Regions from separate parts of the Mus musculus genome. Here region 1 is linked to region 2. A link is a contact called in public promoter capture Hi-C data. All regions are on one chromosome and are shown on one strand. Each heading gives the region's core, a stretch centred on a gene start, on an enhancer-like site or on the middle of the called end of the contact. The rest is flanking DNA. Distances are from core to core; before and after follow the strand shown. Region 1 holds the start of Bloc1s1 (biogenesis of lysosomal organelles complex-1, subunit 1). Region 2 holds the start of Atp23 (ATP23 metallopeptidase and ATP synthase assembly factor homolog).

What was found. Capture Hi-C pulls out chosen DNA fragments and counts their contacts.
Region 1: a contact with region 2 is called in a promoter capture Hi-C map of adipose tissue, with 6 times the contacts expected there. The contact joins the promoter of Bloc1s1 here to the promoter of Atp23 in region 2. A contact is called at or near these places in 6 of 39 promoter capture datasets (the 3T3-L1 cell line, cranial neural crest, embryonic stem cells and 2 more), 3 of 484 Hi-C or Micro-C datasets (B cells, CD4 T cells and rod photoreceptor), 1 of 115 datasets of contacts at active chromatin or transcription factors (astrocytes) and 2 of 9 other capture datasets (adipose tissue and liver).

The regions. Positions count from the first base shown.
Region 1 is chr10:128,918,956-128,924,906 of GRCm38.p6, forward strand. Bloc1s1 (biogenesis of lysosomal organelles complex-1, subunit 1) reads right to left here and starts at 4,569. Exons shown (of 4, transcript NM_015740.3): 1 at 4,420-4,569; 2 at 3,699-3,771; 3 at 1,604-1,736; 4 at 959-1,152. The coding sequence starts at 4,480. The coding sequence ends at 1,042. It overlaps Rdh5 (retinol dehydrogenase 5), which reads right to left and starts at 342. Exons shown (of 5, transcript NM_001358527.1): 1 at 192-342.
Region 2 is chr10:126,897,973-126,903,753 of GRCm38.p6, forward strand. It overlaps Atp23 (ATP23 metallopeptidase and ATP synthase assembly factor homolog), which reads right to left and starts at 3,399. Exons shown (of 6, transcript NM_001159559.1): 1 at 3,130-3,399; 2 at 1,609-1,654; 3 at 915-996. The coding sequence starts at 3,316.

The sequences.
Region 1 (5,951 bases), core at 3,319-5,818, 2.0 Mb after region 2:
TCAATCTATCTTGGAACCTGTTTTTTCATTTAGTAAACTGGGCTACAATACCCACCAGACCCATCTCCGTGTTGTGGAGATCAAGGGGATGGCATGTGAAGGCAATTTTTGAAGCCTAAAGGCCGAACCACCACTATACGCCATCCTTAGCCAGTCTTTTTTATAGCATCCCCATTCCCACCACCACTTACCTCTGGGGAAAGCTGGCAGGCAACACAATGTGTGAAGCTGTAGCTTTCTGTCTGCTTGAGAGACTTTGCTCCTAGACTTCCCAGGCTCCCACACTAGCTACAGCTAAGGCCAAAGTCTGGAGTGGGTGGACTCTCGCTGTGGACCAGGAGTGTTAAGCGGCTCTATGTTTGCAGGAAAAGGGCAGCGACAAGGAGGAGGAGCTAAGAGGCTGAGGCCTGCCTGGCTGAAGTTAGGTTTTGGCAGAGGGCGGCCCCACCCCCACCCCCAGGCAGCCTTTCTCAGCCTGGGCTCCTGACCATCTATGCCATTGTCTCCTAGGAGGTGGGAACTAAGAGGGATGGCAGCTGCCCCTCTCTGTGGGTGTCCCTGGATCTGTCGCTTTTTTTCTTCCTTCTCAGCCCTAAAGTGTCCCCCAAGAATTAATCTCCAGCCTGGCCCAGCCTCATGACACTGCTTAGCACAGCCTGGAAGAGCATGTGAGCGAGGCCAAGAGCCAGAGCTGAGGACTCACTAGTTCAGCTTCTGCTCCCTGCCTTAATTCTGCTCTGCGGGAAACTGAAATCTGGAAGTAGAAAGTTTCAAGCAGAGACCATTCACCTCTGGGCAGGCCTGGGGGAACTTACTTTCTGCTCACCCAAAGGTATCTGAACTAGGCTAAAGGAAGAGTAGGGGTACCCTCCACCAAAGGCACTTGCCCCACAGGGAAACCACCTCTGAATTCCCACTGCCTTACGGGGCGCTAGTGACTCCTTCAAACACACCACATAGAATGGAAGCTTGTGTTTTTATTCGTGGCTCACCAGTTTCCCTCCTGTCCAGGAGGGTGAAGTAAGAGGGGTGGGTTTTAGTCTAGGATGGTGCAGACTGCAGCTGCCCTTTGTAGACGTATTCCAGCGCAGTGGCAATGGTGCGCATGTCCAGCTCGATGCTCCTAGCCCAGTTCTCCACATCCCCAATTTCCTGGGAAAGGGGAGAAGAGATTGAGGCCAGCTGGGGTGGCTTACTCAGACCCATCAACTGCTTTTCTGTCTGTCTCGCATTCTTTTGAGATGAATTACTGCAGTGTTGCTCAGGTTGGCTTCAATTCCTGGGCTTAAGCTATCTCCTGCATCAGCGTCCAGACGAGCTGGTAGCACTGGTCCATGTACCATACTCAGGGTTTTCTGAGTACTTTTATTTTGTAGTGCTGGGGATTGAACCCAGACATGTACTAGGGCCCTAAACATGTCACCGAGCTATATCCTGAGATCCTGCCCTTTTTCTTTCTAGTTTTTCTGATACTATAGCCATAGAAAAGAGTATCTGGGACCATCCCCACTTCCTCATTAACCCTAGGTCTGGGATATTTATGAGACTGGAGACAGCCAATGTCGGTTCAGTTAAAGGCAGTGATGTACTGAGTGAGGCCCACCTTAAGTGCCTGGTTGAAGTTCTCCACCATTCCAATCCACTGGCCTGTCTGCTTGGCAAACTGGGCAGCCTGGACCTGTAGAGTCTTCACCTCATGGTCCAGCTTTCTCTGGTTCATGTAGGCCTGGGCCACACTAAGGATTGGAGGAGGGGGTATGTCAGCTTATCCAACTCATATGGGGTGGTTTTCAGGGGAAACAGCCTATAACAGTCGTGGGAGATCAGCCAGGAGGGAGGACTGAGGAAACCTTGGGACTCTGGCCTTTTCTGGATATGACCCAAATGAAGCAGGCTCCTTCCTCCAATCCCAAGGTTCCCAGGAAAGCCAAGTCCGGAGCTGACTAGTAACCATTTCCTATCCTCTCAAGAAGTTTCTGCATCTGAGCTGGGGCAGGGAAGGTTAACCTGGGGGGATATCCCTGAGGAAGAAGCTGGGAGGGAAAAGGGAGCGTGGGAAAATTCAGCAGCAGCAGGGACACATCTGGCTGTGATTTGAAGCCCAGTGAGCTCTGCAAGAAGTTGCAAAGGAAGTCAGGCCCCTCCCTGGATCTGGAGTGGGATGGGAGACCACACCCCCTCCTCAGGAATCCTGGGTCAAATGAGCCTACCCCAAGAGATTTTCTTGGTTCTTCCCAGGCCCCGTTTTGAGACAGGGTCTTATGTAGCCCAGGATGACCCCAAACTCGCTATGTGGATGAAGCTGGCCTTGATCTAATCCTCTTGCCTCTACAGTCCAAGAGCTGGGATCACAGGCTTTCACCTTCAGACCCAACTCTCCCACCCACACAGATGAGTGAACACCACCCCACCCACACTGCCCAGTGCTGACACTTCTCAGCTCAGTCAAGGTGCTGGCTGTGGTAACTATCACTGCTAAGAGGTTAGCTCTCCATCCTCCACCAGTGTTTTTCACTTTCCCTTTTACATAACCAGTGTTCCCTCTCTTACTAGCAGATGACCTTTTCATTCCCTATTCCAAAGCTCTAGGTCAGTAAGGAGACTCCACATCCGGTGCCCTCACCCACTGGAATGTGTGGGGGCAGAGGAGGCAAAGGGCTGGGTGGGGGGGGGGGCTTCAAGAAAGTGGGCAGGGCACCTGACAAGGGCTGAGACAAACTAGGCCTTTGTTTTATTTTCTGGAGAATAGGAGCTGTGGGGAGCAACACAAAACCCTTTCTAATCAGGATTTGGCTTAGGTGCCCTCTAAGCTTCGAATGTGGGGTGGCGTCTAGCAAGTAAACAGAAAGAAGTCTGGCCAGCGTCACAAATGTAGCAAAGGATGTGCCAGTGTGGGAACACCAGAGAAGAGGAGGAGAGAGCTGTCTGGAGACAAAGGAGACCAGAGCCCCCAACCACAGCCATTCTTCCCCCTAATCTCCCCTCAAGATGAGTAATGGTTGATGACCCTAACCCTGCATGACTCCCTTGGATGAATCAGTCTCTGGATTTGCAACCAAGCCTGTCACTCGCCCTGGGCGGAAGGCATAGTATGTGCCTCCTTTCTTCCCATAGACAATCAGATCACCATCTCTGCACTCTTATGAGTCATGCAGGGCCAGGGAATCTTTCCAAGTCTTTGGATACCACTGGTCTTCTCATTGAGGGTTAAGGTTGGGGGAAGGGTCCCTGGAGACCCAGAAGGAAAGGAAGAGACAGCCTGGTTTTGTCACAGCTCTTGGCTTAGGCTCTTCCTTACTTCTACCAGCTGTGCCATCCTGTTCCTGCCATTTGTTTCGCAGGCTTTCCAGAGAGTAGGAGGTGAGGAAGGAAAGAGGGTACGTGGTGGAAGAGGTTGTCCTTCCCTCCCACCCAAGTGACAGCTGGACATATAAGGGTTAGTCGAGTTGGCCAGATGGCATCAAGTTGTGCCAGGGAAGTTAGTGTGGGGAGGGGAATTCTGTTTTCCCAACCACTGCAGCTGTCGCCCCCATCAGCGTTAGAGAGTGAAAGCTGACTCAAGTCTCCACAAAGTTACATTAGGGGGAGGGGACAGATCAGAGGAGTTACTGGAGCACCGGGTCCTTCTGAAAGCTGGCCCAGATGCTGTGTAACCAGGGTGGATGGAGGAAACCGGAGTTGAGGGAAGAGGTTCATACCCCACGTTGAGGTGATCCACCAACGCTTCGGTCAGGCAGGTCGCTGCAGCGATAGCTTCTCTCCTCCTCTTCTCTGGGGAAGGGGAAAGGGGTTGGAGCAGACTTCGTATTTGAAAGATGGTGCTAATGGGTCCTCACGCACTTATTACTGTTCTAGAAACTGCCAACTAATGCCAGACCTCTTAAAAAGAACCTTCCATACATAAACAAAACAAACCCCTTTATTTTGGAGGCAAAGAAACTGGGGCCCTGAGAAGGGAATGGACACTCCATCAGGTACGCCCAGGACTCTTCCTAGACATCCTTTTTCCACTACTTTGGGCAATGGATTGGCAACTCCAGGATTCCCAGTCTAGGCCTGGGGAAAGTTGTGCCTTAGCTGTGTGGCAGACTGGGCAGTCCCCAATTCCTCCCACTTCCGGGGTGAGAAGCTGGCTGGGCCAATTGGCAACGCGTTTCGCGCTCCAGGGGCGGGACTCAGGCGCCGCCTGGGCGGGATTGAGGGAGGTGGCGCAGGGACCCGAGTGGTGCCAAGGGGACCAGGGCTGGTTGGCAAGGGGACGGAGTTTCCAGAAGTGCCGCCCCCAATTCCCTGCCCGGCACTCGGGTCGCCCGCTAGCCGGCGCCCTCTCCTTGATCTGGGAGGTTACCCGAGGTCCAGGCCTCTGGAAGAAGCTAGGCCGCGGCCGGGAGCTGCCGACCGACCGGACGCTGAGCTCACCCTGCAGCTCCTTGCGTTCGTTCTGCTTGGCTTGGTGTTCTTTGAGCAGGCGGGACAGCATGGTCGAGTCTGGCTGGGTGTGGGCACGGCGGACCCCTCCCTAAGGCTGCAGGAACTGGACTATGCCTTGGCTCACCCGGAAGGCGTCACGTGATCGCAGTATCACGTGACGCAAGAGCCTCCCTCTGCTTTTGGCATCTGGTGGTTGGTATTGAGGAGCTAAAGGAGCGAAGTGGAGGGTTGGTTGCTTGGTGGGTGAGCTGTTCGCTAATGAGGCTCAGTTTCTGGAGTCAGGAACACTTTTCGCATTTAGTCATGCTGAAGAGTCAGTTTTCACATGCTCTGGCTGTCGGGTTTTGAGAGGATTGGTGTCCTGATGCTGTCCACTACACTTCTGTTACTAGGGTAGCAGAAGCTCTCTGAACTCATTGAAATTCTTCTCCTTCCCTCACCTTACCTCCTGGCAATGCCGGCCGATTCTCAGTGGATTCCCAGCTTCCTCTCCCTAGAAGAGAATGCTTTCTCTTATTTCCCAGCCCTCTTGTCTTCTCACCTCTCCACCGAGGTTCTCTCAGCTCTGGGTGATCACTGTAGAGCAGCATTTTAGGCACCTCAAGCAGCCTTCTAGGGAGCTTTGCTAATGTTGCGGGCAGTGAGTGGTGAATGCGCAGATCTATCTCTGTCCTTTTGTGGTCAGGGAATGCGAACCCATTTTAGTCGTGGCAGAAGCGTAAGTGCTACTGCCAAAGTGAAAGGTAAATTATACAGTGCTTCTCCGACTAAGGAGGAATGCTTCCAGGACTAATTCCAACTAGAAAAATTATAAACACCATCAATTTATTGCTGTTGTTTCTCTCTCTCTCTCTCTCTCTCTCTCTCTCTCTCTGTCCCCTAGGCTCCTTGTGCTTTTCATGGTGGCCAGGAATCCACCAGCGCTACAAGTAACCGGAGCTAAGGGGTGCATTACAAGTGTGCAGACATACCATGTGTCCCACAACTTTGATTCTAGCAGGCCTGAGGCAGAAGCAGGAGGATGTCTGTGTATTTGAGGCCATCCTGGTCTACAGAACAAACTTTGGGGCAGCTAGCAATATGTAGAGAGACCTTGTCTCAAAGCAGAAACACACAGACCACAAAAAAACGAATGTGGAGACATGCTGGCCAAACTTTGGTCAATTTTCTTACCCATTCTGAGCTTTAGTTTGATTGTTAATAAACTAAGGTGATTAGACTAATGTTTAGCTCTGGCTAAAGAGTAGAACCGCATTGAAGAGTTTGTAAATAATACTGTCATGTATGGTATACTGATGCAAACCTGTCAGGGGGCTGAGGTGGAAGAATGGGGAGTTCTAGATTAGCTTGGGCTACATAGCAAGACCCTGTCTCCTACTCCCAATTAAAAAGAAACTTGATCCCAAATTTATTTATTAAATAGACTTTCTGAAGGATTGATCTATGTATGTATGTATGTATGTATGTATGTATGTATGTAGCTAGCTAGCTATCTAGCTATCTATCATCTCTGTATCAGG
Region 2 (5,781 bases), core at 2,149-4,648:
GCACTTTTTTTAAAATATGGGGGTATGTGTACTGCAGGATCCATGAAATACATTTTTTTAATTTTTAAGATGTACGCTATTTATATTATTTATGTGAGTACACAGTCACTGTCTTCAAACACACAAGAAGAAAGCATCAGATCCCATTACAGATGGCTGTGAGCCACCATGTGGTTGCTGGGATTTGAACTCAGGACCTCTGGAAGAGCAGTCAGTGTTCTTAACCACTGAGCCATCTCTTCAGGCCCCAGGTCTAAGGTATTTTTAAGACAATCCAAGTGGAAGTGGAAGCAAGCATTCGAATACACAGGCAGAGCATTCAAAACAGAACTCTGACCCCAAAGTAAAACAAGATCCCCTCGGCAGAACACAGAAGAAGAAAAGGTCTGTGGGACTTCAACGCTTGAGGGCAGAAGAGAACATCAGCAAAGCAGCAGCCGGGAGAACGTGCATGAAACCGCAGAACAGCGTCACCAGCCACTGTCCCACATCCGCTATGACGCTGAGGATCCCAGCCACCGTTCTGGGCAGGCTAAGACCCTACGATTCCAAGCCACCATTTCACACTATGACCCTGCGATTCTACTCAGACTTGTATCTCAGAGACACTTACAAATATCACCAGGAGGGAAGGTTCAAGAGTATCTGCAGCATTGCCTCACACAATGACAAGGTTGGAAACTATCGGATAGGGCGAGCTTTGATGCAAACACAGCAGAACAGCATACAAGAGACGTTAAGTAAACCAGAGACGGCACACACGGTGGCATGGAAAGATTCACAACCATGAGCCAAGCAACTGACTTAAAAGTACTACACAAAGGCTGCCAGACAGGACTAGTGGCGTGTGAAAAGTGTCCGGCGTGTATCGGAAGGGAGAAAGGGGGAGAGAGCAACTCAGCAAAGAAACACACCTGAGACGTAGACGCATCAAAGCCTCCGCTGACGTTTCCATCGCAGACTTCGCAGGAAAAGTGTCTTCCCCTGTTCACAGCACTGGAAAGCACAGAGAGATGTGAGCAGCCCCCACCAGGACACCCAAGACCGCACGGCACAGCCCTCTCACCGACATTTAACACGGTCAAGGCTCAGCTGTCTCGTCTCCAGACTAAAGGGAGACTGTCTCTTCAGAGTCCATACCATCTCAGACTCCATCAGCATCCACTGGTCACCTGACTAGGACCACGCTGAAAATATGACAGAGTCCCACCCTTGGGCCAGAGTGGTAAGAAGTAGATATCAGGAGTTATTTCCTCTAATCGTCTCTGGGTTAACATCTGGAAGCCTCCTACTAATTAGTCCAAGCTATGGTTTCTTCACCACAATGCCCTAGGCTGGGGGGAACGGAGAGGCCAAATTTGGTAATTACTGACAAGATAGACTGTGAATATTGCCTTTACTCATATTCAAAATGAACAGCAGGGACAGAGACTGAGCTGGGACAGAAGAACAAGGCCAGCGGGAGAGCACATAGCCCGCCACTGTTGACAGAGAAATCTTGTGGTCCCAAGTGAGAAATCCCAAGTGTAACAGCTCTGCTATTAGTTGGGGGTTGAGGGGGGGGACTCCAGAATATACGGTGACTTTTTAAAAAAAAGATTTACTTACCAACCTGAGTGTTTCATAGCATCAAGTAGAAGTTTGACATATGGATCTACAAAGACATTAAGTATGCTCATTAGAAGATGTAGCAGCAATTAGTGCACCCAAGCAACAGGCACCACAAAACAACTCACAAACACTATCTTAAACCAGAGTCTAAAATGGGAATAAAACGTGTAAATTAGCGCCAATTAAATCAAGTCATGACGAAATAGAACATAAATACAAACACTAAAATGGCGCCCCCATGTATCTTTATACCGAAAGTTGGTTTTGCTAAAGTGACTAAACGCTTCGCATTAGGGCCCGTGTTAGGAGAACATGGGCATCCTGGGCCACGGTTAGAAAAACAAACCAGCATAGAACCTAGACTGGAGGAAGGCAGCGCCTACACTGCTCTCTGTGGTAGCACCATGCCTCGCTCTGAGTACCACAGCCCAATGGGACCTGCCCACCAAAGTTCTTCAATGAGGGTTAGCAAGCAGAAATGTGTGAGTCTATGGCCAGTAAGAGAGAAGAACGGTGGCTTAGGGATTGAGCCCAGTGGTAGGGCCTTGCCTGGTAAGCACAAGGTCTTAGGTTCAGTTCTCACCTCTGAGGAGGGAGAGGAAAGGAGGGAGGGAGGAAGGGAGCTAAAAAGATGGCTCAGTGGTTAGTAGCACTTGTTGCTCTCGCTGAGAACCCAGGGTGAGTTCCCCAGCACCTGCATAGTAGCTCACAGTCCTGGACACCAGGAATGCAGAGAGTGCGCAGACACACATGCAGGCGAGACAATCACACACAAAAATAAAGAAATCAAAAAAAAAAAAGCTTTAAAAAGAAGACAGTAAAATCTTTGATCAGTTGATGATTGAATTATGACCAATTCTGCTATAAAATAGTAACTATTTGGAGGGTCGAATACATTTAAATCTTACTTTCCTAAATAAATCTGAGGTAGACAGGCAATCTGCAGATGCAGAGGAGCAAGGCAGTGTCCCGGGACTGGAGATAAATTGCTCAGTGGGAGCCAGTGTGCCTGGGTGACCCGCGGCAATAATAAACCTCTTAGATGTCACAGGCTTCTTAGAGACTATGATGAAGCTAGGAACTCTCCCTAGAAAAATGCACTTAGGTGCATAAACACGAGGGTTTTCAAAAGTTCCTATTCTAGCATTCTCCACAGTTCCTACTGCAGTGACTGAAGGTTAAAGAATCGCCCACCCCACCCCCACCCCAGGGAAGGGGTGCATAGCCAGAAGTAGAGCTGCCTTATTAATGAATGGAGCTCTTTCCAGCTCTCACCTGCACCCTAGAGCCCGTGCCGCTGCAAAACTTACATAAGAAACTGGTGAGTGTGACCCAGGAGGGCAGACTCCCAGCCCAGGCCTTCAGAAGCGCGAGTGGGGCGGAGGCCCACGCCCCCTCCCGCCCACGCAGCCCTAGGGCTGCAGTGCAGTCCGGGATCAGTGGGGGCACGTCCGGGCCCTTCCTCACCCCCCGGGTCCTGTGCCACCCCGACCCCAGCCTCCAGGTCGCGGCTCTTACTGGTATCCAGCGTCTTCTGGAGCATGAGCGGACAACTCTGGTCCCGGGTGAAGAGGCTGGAGAGGAAGCCCTGCTGGGGCTTCCCGTGGGCCGGCGGCTCAGGCGAGCCCTGGCCAGAGTCGGGTCGCTGCAGCAGTGGCTCGCCAGCCGCAGGGCCGAGCTCGCCGCCGCCCGGAGCTCCTGCCATGAGGCCCGCAAGCCTCCTCCTGCCCGCTCGACCTAGGACAGCCGCTTCCGCCGCCGGCGCACGCTCCGCGGGCCAGCACGAAGGAGACGCGGCGTGCAGCTCGTGGGCGGGGCTTGGTAGGCGTGGTCGGTGGGCGGGGCTGATGGGCGGTGCCTCGCGACCGCCGATGCTGGCCACTATATTGCCTTCTGCACCTCAACCATCCTCCCACTCCCTCACCTGCTGTTTCTCTTATTCCCGCTACCCACTCACACCGAATTAAAGGCAGTGTTTTCAGAAACGCTTGGATATTTCAAAGACTGGTTGGTCTCATCAAAATGTGGCTCCTGGGGACCCATTCATCAACCCTCCTCTTGCTCAGAAATAAGATACACACATCTTGGGTCTGGAGAGATGGCTCAGTGGATAAGAGCACTGACTGCTCGTCCAAAGGTCATGAGTTCAATTCCCAGTAACCACATGGTGGCTCACAACCATCTGTAATGGGATCTGATGCCCTCTTGTGTGTCTGGAAACAGCTACAGTGTACTCATATAATAAAATAAATCTTTTAAAAAGAAGGGGGTGGTTGGAAAGATGGCTCAGCGGTTAAGAACACTGACTGCTCTTCCGAAGGTCCTGAGTTCAAATCCCAGCACCCACATCGTGACTCACAACCATCTGTAATTTGACACCCTCTTCTGGTGTTTATGAAGACAGCTACAATGTATTTATATATAAATCTTAAAAAAAAAAAAAAAAGGCTTTTTCCTCAGTTCCCATAATCAGAGTCCACCAGCACACTTACTCAAAATTAATGTTGCCAGATCTGCAGTTTAAGGCACTTTGTCCGTGTTAGTGCTCTCATGACAGACTTCCAGCTTTTACGTAGTGTGTGTGTGTGTGTGTGTGTGTTTCTTTCCTCACTAAATTATTCAGCTCAGCTCACACTGCTAAACACCTGCTCCCACGGGCCAGGCAGGATGGTAGAGTTGGAGAAAACGAGGACAAATGTCCAAGAAAAATAGGCATGCAATGCCTTGTGAACAGCACTTAGGGGTCACGGTGCTCCGTAAACAAGAGTTGAATGGGAAGCAGAAGGCATCACTCGCTTGGAATATTATACAAATATGAGCGCCTGCACTTACAGACTAATAAAGCCATAAGCCAAAGATTAGATTCTTTTTATCAAGGTCCACATATGTACATTATTACCAGTCCTCATGACAACCTTGCAAAATAGTATCAACCCTAATTTGCAGATAGAACTTGCCCAGCTACAGAAGAAGGCTGAAGGTGTTACTCAGTTGAGAGAGCGCTTGCCTGATTGATACACATGAAGTGCTGGGTTCTACGCCCAGCACCACACAAGCAGACAGTGGCAACATGTGCCTGTAACAACAGCCCTGGGGAGGTAAAGACAGGAGGATCAAAGATTCAGTGTGATCCTAAGCTACATAGCAAGGTCAAGGCCAGGCTGGGTGACACAAGACCACTTTCACATCAGACATGGAGATGCAGAGTTTAGAGTTTGCCCAGCTGATTTCCTGTCTTGGTTTGGGGATTACAGTTAAGTGATTAGATGGATCTCAGAAGAGACTTTGAACTTTGGACTTTTACATTGTTGAGACTGCTACAGACTCGGGGGGGGGGGGCTTTTGAAGTTGGACTAAATGTATTTTGCATTGTGCTTTGGCTATATATGGCCCCCATAGACTCGTGTGTTTGAATAGCCTGTGGGGGCCAGGGAGTGAAATGTGATGCTCTGTATGTGCTTGGCCCAGGGAGTGGCACTTTTAGAAGGTATGGCCCTGTTGGAGTGCGTGTGTCACTGTGGGTGTGGGCTTTAATACCCTAGTTCTAGCTGTCTGGAAGTCAGTCTTCCACTAGCAGCCTTCAGATGAAGATGTAGAACTCTCAGCTCCTCCTACACCATACCTGCCTGGATGCTGCCAAGTCCTGCCTTGATGATAATGGACTGAACCTCTGAATCTGTAAGCCAGCCCCAATTACATGTTGTCCTTATAAGACTTGTCTTGGTCATGGTGTTTGCTCACAGCAGTAAGACCTGAGACAACATCTAAAACAAATAAACAAAGGCACGTTAGAAGAAGGCTGAAGAGATGACTCACCAGGGGAAAGCAATTGCTCTTGCAGAGGACCTGGGATCAGTTTCCAGCACCCACATAGTAGCTTATATCCATAACTCCAGCTCCAGGGGACCCAGTGGCCTCTTCTGACCTCTGGATGTCTTAGGGTTTCACTGCTGAGAAGAGACACCATGACCAAGGCAAGTCTTACAAAGGAACGTATTTAATTGGGACTGGCTTACAGGTTCAGAGGTTCAGTCCATATCATCATAGTGGCAAGCATGGCTGACGGCAGGCAGACATGGTGCTGGAGGAGCTGAGAGTTCTACATTTTGATCTGACTGCAGCCAGGCGGAGGGTCTGAATCACTCTGTAAAAAGGCTACATGTCCTCCCA